Regions from separate parts of the Mus musculus genome. Here region 2 is linked to region 1. Evidence: chromatin contacts called from public promoter capture Hi-C data. All regions are on one chromosome and are shown on one strand. The core of a region is the stretch at or near the end of the contact, and the rest is flanking DNA. Distances in the headings are between cores, read along the strand shown.

Evidence for each region. Promoter capture Hi-C pulls out the DNA fragments that hold promoters and counts their contacts.
Region 2: a promoter capture Hi-C map of hippocampal neurons shows a contact between it and region 1, with 4 times the contacts expected there. The contact joins two enhancer-like sites. A contact is called at or near these places in 1 of 39 promoter capture datasets (hippocampal neurons) and 2 of 484 Hi-C or Micro-C datasets (the N1E-115 cell line and embryonic fibroblasts).

The regions. Positions count from the first base shown.
Region 1 is chr6:97,758,751-97,763,330 of GRCm38.p6, forward strand. No RefSeq gene overlaps it. Among named protein-coding and RNA genes, the nearest start is that of Gm24565, 31 kb to the left of the region's middle. Within about 2 kb of position 2,786, at least 5 of the 459 cell types and tissues checked have an H3K27ac peak or open chromatin away from gene starts, as enhancers often do. A contact at or near this core is called in hippocampal neurons, where this site is marked.
Region 2 is chr6:98,511,795-98,516,374 of GRCm38.p6, forward strand. No RefSeq gene overlaps it. Among named protein-coding and RNA genes, the nearest start is that of Gm32783, 3.6 kb to the right of the region's middle. Within about 2 kb of position 2,682, at least 22 of the 459 cell types and tissues checked have an H3K27ac peak or open chromatin away from gene starts, as enhancers often do. A contact at or near this core is called in hippocampal neurons, where this site is marked.

The DNA of each region.
Region 1 (4,580 bases), core at 1,536-4,035:
GGGTCTCGTCCAGCAGAAGGTTTCTTGTAGCCTCTAAGGTCATAGACACAGGCACAAATGGCAAATACTGCTTCCAGCAGGGGACCCATCCTTTAGGGACTGGAAGGTTAGACAAATGGCTCTGTGTGTGTGTGTGTGTGTGTGTGTGTGTGTGTGTGCTCCCAGAAATAAGCGAGATTAAATGTGGAATTGCTTAAAGCTTAGCAAGGGTATTCTCTAACTCAAGCTCCCCACACACACACTTACAGGTCCCATTCTGACAGCTTGATGGATCCTCCCTGGTTTCCCATTGTGTACAGAGCTTCAGATCTGTGTGGGCTTTAAGCAAATACCACCTGTTTTCTCTGCAGCAGCTGTTGCAAATAGCAAGGATGGATTGGGGCTCCGAATAGGGTCCTCAGTGAGAATGGGAGGGAGAGACGGAGGACAGGCTCTACAGAGTGCAGCTACAGCCCTTTCATCATTTTGAGGGACCACTGACTCCCCTGGGTTGGAATGCTCTGCAAGAAGTGTGGCCCGATTTTTTTGTTCATTTGTGACTGTGTTCTCCTTCTCCTCCTGTGTGAGCCTCTCAGAGCCTTAAAAGCTTGGATTCATCACTCTGTGGATGAGTGACCTTGGATGTAGCCTTTTGGTCTTAGTTTTCCTGTCCGTAAGCAAAGGAAAACTACAGCTGTCTTTGTGGCCACTGGACACATGGATCGAAAAGTCTTGGGGAAGTCTCAAGGGACTGTCTGTCCTGCGGCATGTGCCAACAGTAGATGGCGCTCCTTCTCCTTTGCCAAGACAGAAAAGGTTAAAGGACCAGAAGAGTTGAGTCTTCCATAAAACAGTATGAAGGTACCCATATTGGCATTCAGTCTTTTGCCTCTAAGGTCAACACAGATGTTGGTCTCAGCCTTCAGCCAAGTCCCTATCCCAGGCTCTGATTGGGGGAAAATCTATACACTGTAGTGGTTTAAATGTGACACACATTTTGTGAGCTCCTGTGTTTGAATACTCGATCGCCAGCTTGTGACACCATTTGGGGAGGATATAGAAAATTTTGGAGGAAGTGAAGCCCATGGAGATGTGGGTGAGCAGTGTCTATGTCATGCCTTTGCTCCTGTAGCCAACGCCACTCCCACCCCATCAACACCGATGCCTTACTTCCCATGACACACTATACTCTCAAATGGTGAGCCCAGTCTCTTAAGCTATTCCTGTCAGGGGTCTGTCACCTGCACAAGAAAAGTCCTTATTAAGTTGGCCATTACTCATACTGTGAACTAGGCAGGATGCCGCTGCAGGGGAAGGGATAAACTTACCACAGCATGTCTAATATGGACAAGAGAGGCTGGGTTGGGTGGCTTGAAATGGGTGGGGATCTTCTAGTATACAAGTGAAAATGCTGTCATTGTAGAGAGCAAGGGGAGTGTGGATCCAGACACCATACTTCAGATTTAGCTCATTTTAAAGAGCAGATGGAAGCCGTGTGATCGTTCATGTCTATAATCCCAGCATTTGGGAAGCAGAGGGAGGGGCATTGGTGTGATTTCCTTTGAGGTCTACTTATTAAGTTCTAGCCCATACTGGGCTACAAAGTGAGGCTGCAGGTTAAAAAAAACAAAAAAAAAACAAAAAAAAAACTGGAAACAGATTAGAGCTCTGTGGCAGAGTGCTCACTCAGCAAATGCAAGGGTCGGGGTTCAAGCTCCAACACTACAACAAACAAACACACAAAAACAAAACAAAAGCAGCTGGGATATCCTCGACAGTGTACCTGCTTTGTCACATCAGAAAACGAAGGTCCTTGGCTCTGTGACTTCTAAAACAGAGACATTTAGCATATAGGAATGAAGAGGCTGCTATGTTAATTTAACGTGAGGGATTGTGATCTAAAACCACAAATGGACCCAAGAAGTAAGCAGTGGGCAAGGCTGGGTTATGCAGCCATGGTTCTGGGAGGGACTTCCCAGTGGCAAATACACATTTGGGTGGATGTCTAGTAAATTATAAAGTCTAGGCAGATTTGCTTGCTTGTCCTGTGAATAAGAGAGAATTCTTTCTGCCTTCTTCAACCTTCACTATGCCAAGTCACACATTTTCCTGTCCTTATAAACTTCATCGGGATGGACTATGAAGTCTTCCATACACCTACTCCTTCAGTAGAAGGCAGAGAGGGAATGTCGGAGCATGAGACAAGTTTCACATCACAGCAGACAGGAAACCCGAGGAGGAGATAGCTGCTCGAAGCTGCTATTGTCGGTTTGAGAGTGAGTGGATAGCAAAATCATAACCTCTTAATTCTCAGTGGTCAAACATCATCTTTATTGAATAGGTGAGCATGTTGCTACCTGGGAAATAAGAATGACTGGTTTCAAAGTGGGATCTGAAACTAATTCTGTTACATGGTAGGACTACCCGCAACTAACTATTTATCATCCTTATCTTACCCCTGATCTTCAGAGGAGACAATAGATTTTTCCTTCCCCATTTTACTTACCTTCAAAATCCACTGTCCCACCAACCACCCAATGCAGCCAATCAGTGCAAAGAGCACAGGGAAACTTTAACACCAAGAGGGGGGCAGGGCAGGTGGGCTGTACTCAATAGGGCAACACAGAGAGGCAATCAATGTCATTTGAATATCATATGTGGAGGAAACAATTATGAAGCCCAGGGAATTGTCCCAAGACTGGTTTGGCATTGAAATTCCGGGCTGGAAGACCTGGAGGCCTCAGAACTGTGTCTGTGAAATTCCACAGGGAGGCAGCATGCCCTCATGGTGTCTATAACCTGAGGGATTTAGGATGCTAATTTTTGCTTTCACGGGCAGCAGAAAGCCTCAAAGAATCTCGGGCTCACGTGTCTATCCAGGCCCTTCTCTTTCAACATTTCAAAGCACAGCTGGATGCTGGGGGCACAGCTTTGAGAATTAAGGACAGCAATGACACTGTTCCCACACTGGAACCCAATGTTTTATGTCATGTAACCTCCCTGCAATCCCTGAGCATCATCTGGTGTCCTGTCATCATTTCTCACCCAAGGACACTATGGCTCAGAGTCATGTCACCATGTGAACTGGGAACCTTGATTTACTGTATTTTCTTTGGAAAAGTCTTTGGACCCTGCGGTGATAGAAGGAAGGAGTCTTCCCAGATTGGCTCTGTGAAATCATTGCTTACTATTTGGATGCAAACTTGAAAGACCAACAGCAAAATGGTGGTAGTAATAGTTGGTATTTAAGAACAATGCCAAGCACAATGGCGAGGACTTTAAATATGTTGTGCCACTTAATCCCCCAAACTATGCGTACTGTCCCAAAGGTAGTTGTGTGCTCAGAGCAAGCAGGCTTTGTATACATTCTTGCTTTAATCTGTGTTCTTCTCCGCAATGATTATTTTGCTCAGTGCTGTGACCAAATATCTGATGAAAGCAATTTAATGGGGGAAGAATTATCTTGCTTCATGGTTTGAGGGTGCATCTCTTGGCAGGAAATTCATGGTGGTAGGAACATGGGGTATGTTGTTGGTTATTTCTTCCCTGCCCCTTTCTTGTCCTCCCAGAAATTCTATCACTATTTATTCTGTTGAATTTATCTTCTTGATGGTAATATGATTAAGCACATATTCAGAGATGAGGAGATGGTTAATTTTGCTTATATTCCGTTCCTTCTCCTTCCCTCCTTTCTCTGTACACGCTTCCTTTTCATGGAATTTCTAGCAGTTGTGTTTCTCTTCAGTCCTGCCTTTAGACAGGGTCTTTATTCACATTTGTACCTAAAGTCTCTGAGATTCTTTTCTCCCACTGGAAAGGTAATAATGAACACATATTGGTGCATGCATTTTACCGCCTTAAAGCTTAATGCTTGGCAATGGCTGCTCAGTTCTACCTACCTACTGTGTTCCCAGTTGTGCCTACTATGGTCCCACTTTATAAGGAAAAAAAAGCTTTTATTCATTACATTTTTTAAGATTTATTTATTTTATGTGTATGAGTATTCTTCTAAATATGTATGAGAAAGGGACATAAGATCCCCTGGGGCTACAGTTATAGATGGTTGTGAGCCACCATGTAGGTTCTGGGAACTGGACTCAGGACCTGTGGAAAAACAACCGATGTTCCTAATCACTGAACCATCTCTTCAGTCCCTATAAATCAGGACGCTAAGGCAGTAGAGCTTCAGGGACTTGCCTGAGAGCACATGGTCAGCATTCACACTTTATTCCTGGAGTTCACAGACTTGCTAACCCTCTTCAATGGGAGTGGGGTAAGGGAAGGATTTGATGTTGTAACATATTTATAATTCAATACTGAATGCATGTGGGACAGTAAAACTTGTGTGCCAGGAAGCTTGGTAAGGTAGAGCAGGTTGAGACCCGGAGATTCGGTGGGCACACACCTGAGACTTAGGCGACTCCATGCTCCCTGCAAGATTCCTGTCCTGGAACACGTGTCACACCCCCCACATAAGGAAATGTGACTTGTGATCTTGTAAGCTCAGAACAGAATTCTCCATGCTAATGAGGTACCTAGAGGCCCTCAGAGCTTAGCCAGGTATGTCCTTCAGATGCCAAACCTTTAGTGTCCCATTTTAG
Region 2 (4,580 bases), core at 1,432-3,931, 750 kb after region 1:
AGGCTCCTGGGGCCTGTGTGGCTGCAGATGTGTTTTCTTTGGCTTTCGCCATGCTTTAAGTTTGAATTAATTGCCAAAAAGTAAAAATTGGGAGGTTTCACATAAAAGCCCGGATTTCCAGCTTCCCGGAAAATCTGGCAATCCCAGGTCTGAGGGTTTTTTTTTTTTTTCCCCCTACTGGGGCAAAAATATACTGAGTAGAGCTGAAAGGAACAGCTGCCTGTAGAGAAAAGCAAAACTACTCCTCTTTGTCTCAAGCAGGCTCACGGTGTGTCAGCATCATGTCCCTGGCCCACTTTCCTCATCCATGGTACCCATCCAGGTACAGGATGATTTTTCCCACCATCCATTCTGAGAGCCATCAACTTCCTTGATGCTCAGTCATCCTACGGATGCTTTGTTATTGATAGTTTATTGGAAAGTGAACATAGGGGAATCCTTGTGTCTCCCTTGGGTCATACTGTCCTTGCCAGCATTGGTGTTCACATTTGAACCCTGTGGCTCTGCTCTTCCTGACTTGAGATAGTCAAAGCCATGGGCCTCTCACTGGTCAACCACACAACAGCTTCCTTCCAGAGCTTCCAATGGACGGAACAGGTACATTAAAAGTACCTTTGGAGCATACACGGGCTTGTCCATGGCCCTCGATATATATGTTAGCGGAGGACTGCCTTGTCTGGCCTCAGTGGGAGGGGATGTGCTTGGTCCTGTGGAAGCTTGATGACCCAGAGAAGGGGTACCCTAGAGGGGTGAGGTAGAGTGGATGAGGGTGGGGGAGCACCCTCTCAGAGGCAAAGGGAAGGGATATGGGGTTGGGGGCTCATAGAGGTGGAACCTGGAAGAGGGATAACATTTACATTGTAAATAAATAACATAACTAATAATAATGGGAAAAAAGTGCCTTTGAGCCCTCATGGAAAGTGACTCATCATCTACAGACCACTGACCTTCACAAATAAAAATGTAAGTACCTGTAACCACAGAGATTTCATCTCTCCTTCCTGGTCCAGATCTACAAACTGTGATGTCTTTTCCTGCTCAGGGACATGAGCTGAGCAGGGCCCTAAGGCTACATTTGAGCTGAATGGATGAAATTACACCTGAGAAAGTGACCTGGGTAATGGTGTGTGTGTGTGTGTGTGTGTGTGTGTGTGTGTGTGTGTGTGTGTGTGTGTGTGTGTGTGTGAATTGATTAAGGCATACTTTTTCCTTTGTGGTAATATCACTCTGCTCTTAGGAGCTCTTTTTATTAGTGTTTTCTTTTTCCAGCGCTGACTTTTTTAAATATATCTTTCCATAGTCCATGACTATCATAGCAACAAATAACTTCTAAGCAAGTTTTTTGTTGGTTTTTTTTTGTTTGTTTGTTTTTTTACTTTCTATCTAGATATGCATTTGCTCTTTCAAATTGAAAGCCCTTTTCTTTATTGTTCTTGCTATTTAGGTTTTAAGGGGAAATGTCATTAAGACAATGTAAACAGAAGGTAGCTGGGAGAGAGATTAACATACAGTTGTGTCATGAACCCAGGAAAACAGTGAAGCGAATCTCTCTGTAGGGATCCAACTGCATTGTTGAAAAGGAAGGCAACAAGCAGTGTGGGCTGAAGTCATGTGACTCCCCAGGAGCCAAGAAGAGAAGCTGACTCACATGGTGCAAAGGGGACTTCTGTCTCTTCGGGAAAATCAGTTCTTTCTTTTTAGTTAGCTTGCAGAGTTGCATGTTTCCATGTGGTATCATAATTACTTCAGTGTGATTGACAGAAGCCCTAAGTCTCAGGGCTCCCCCTCCCATCTATCACCCGTGCCACTGAACACTCTCTTCTCCCAGAGTCCTCTTCCATGTCTGCAACAGACCAATGCTGCATTATCTTCCCTACATCTCTATTTTAAACCTCATTCCAGGGTTATGGTTTTAAAGGGACAGAGCACAGAGTGCAAGGGTGGAGAAAAGGGTAGGGAAGAAAAGCGAAAGTTGGAGAATAAAGACGAATTTTAATGCAACTCAAGAATGAAAGACTCCACCCACCCACTCCTCCTCCCACAATATATTGAAGGAAAGAAAATTGTCAAACAATGTTTAAAGGTGAAGGAGAAGAAGAAGAAGAAGAAGAAGAAGAAGAAGAAGAAGAAGAAGAAGAAGAAGAAGAAGAAGAAGAAGAAGAAGAAGAAGAAGAAGAAGAAGAAAAGAAGAAGAAAAGAAGAAGAAAAGAAGAAGAAGAAGAAGAAGAAGAAGAAGAAGAAGAAGAAGAAGAAGAAGAAGAAGAAGAAGACTGTAGCAAAGCTATTCACAGGGACTACTTGTGGTGTTGGAGATTTGGGAAGAAAACCCAGGATTTTTGGACATCGCTCAAATGCAACAAGAATAACCCAGAAGACACTGTGTCTTGATCATTCAAAATAACATGAGTAAGCAGTAGTGGGTGGTAAATATCCTGAACTCAATGCTGGCAAGACCTGACTCCGTAGCCATCCACAAGAGAGAAAAATCCTTTGATGGAAAAAGTAAGGACAACGGAAGATTTGGGGAATAAATAAATGAATAAGTGCCTTTGAGAAAGAGTGTGTGAAGAGCACAGTCAGAAAAGAGGGAACAAACCTTCCCCAACCCCGGGTCCCCGCCAGCTCAGCATCTACTCCTTCCTCCTCAGTTAAATGAACTGTTAAAAGGCGCAAACCAAAGCTGCAGCTACTGCGCCAAAAATAACTTGGGAGTTGGGGCAGATGGCTCCACCTCTCCATCTGATCCCAGCACATCCATCACCTCCCCTTCACTCACTTGCAGGGCCACGGAGGAAAGCAGGCTCCGGGAACAGCCAACAGAGCAAGAGAAGGCTGGAGAAGCCACTGTGCTTGGGCTGCCTACATAGCCTTGTTACTAATGCCAAGGTAGACACCTCTGCTTTCAGATTTGCAGGAGTGTGCTGGAAGTGAAGCTGCCTTCTTTCTCACTAACACGCATCCCTTGCTGGCTGGTAATGTGCCTCGTGGAACATTCGATCTGGGAATGTAAGCATCCATCACACAGTCCTGAGGCTGCCGAGATTAAAAGCTAGTGAAGGGGAAAGGACCCACATTTGGGGAATGACATGAACCATTGAGCCACTTTCTCAATCACTTGGGGTGTCTTTCCTATGAAAAGATAAAGAGGAATGCTGGTCCCCTGACCACATCATTATGTGAGGCACTAGTTCAAAGTTGCCTTCTGGCCCTTGTGCAATAGAAAAGACACAGAGCTGCAGCCACACTGGGGGTGGGGACAGCAGCCAGCTACTCTGAATGGGAAATACCCAGAACTGAATTGTGGTGAGTCCAGGGTGTCTCTGGGAATGTGTGTGTACATTCAGGTCCCAAAGACTCATACAAAGGCAACGACAACCTATTAGCATTATCCCGAAGTACTTTCTTGATCACAGGGACCAAGTTATTTTTTTAAGCTGGAAAAGAACCAAGTATAGGAGCCTCAAAACCAGAAAGTGACAAAATAAGATGCCAGCAACCCTACCCTCCAAATCCATCAACAACAAGTAGCTCAAGACTGACTCTTGCTTCCTGTCAGGGGGACATGAAAAGAGATAGAAGCAACTGACTCCTCATTCAGCCAAGGGGAACTCTGCAGGCCAACGCTATAGGATTCTTTGTTTCCTCAGGAGACAGAACTTAAATTATTATACAGAATTTTCTGAATTTGAAATGTTGGCAACTGTTTATATATTTTTAAATTAAACTCTGGGCAGACAAACAAATACATTTGTATGCTAAAGGCAGCTTGCTGGCTGCAAGCTGGGGAACTTTTAGTTACATTTGGTAATTTCAGCTAGACAACGTGCAAATATATATATTTAAAAAATGGCACTTGGGAGAGCTCAGTCTGTAGTGAGGACTTAGTTCCATCTCCAGAGCCATGTATAAAAGCCAAGTATGGTGGTATATATTTGTAATTTCAGGACTTGGGAGGTGGACAGTCCGTGGGGCTTGCTGGCCAGCTAGCATCATAGAAAAAGTAGGTGGGGAAAAAAGTCAGAGTCCCTCCCTCAAAAAGCAAGATGGAGAGCAACAGAAGAAGAGAACTAAGAAGACTTCCAAGGTAGATCTCCACCAAGACACAGGCACACATGTACAGCACACTCCTGTATGCACACATATGCACATCCATGCACACCTGAACTCAAACACACACAAATGTCATAGCAACACAATAAAAAAAAAGAACTCTTGGTTTTGAAAAGAAAGAAGAAGAAAAAATACAAGATCAAGTCTCTGCTTTACTCTCGGTAGCTGCGTACCTTGAGGAAACCCATAGTTCCCTGGGCTTGGTCTCCTCACCTAGGAGCAGGATTATTGTCTCAGTCACACTATAACACGAAAGAGCAAGCTCCTCGGGTTTCGCCAGCCCTGGCTTTCTAGGCACAGACACCTGTTTTGTCTTTTATCCTATACACCTAAAATAATGCCCCTAAAAGAGTAAGGAAACATACACACTACAGTGTAGCCATCTAACAAAAGCATTGGAAGTGGGGAGAATGTGACATCCTCCCTGGAATGCCTTAAAGGGACTTGTAGGGTACTGAAATTGAACCAAA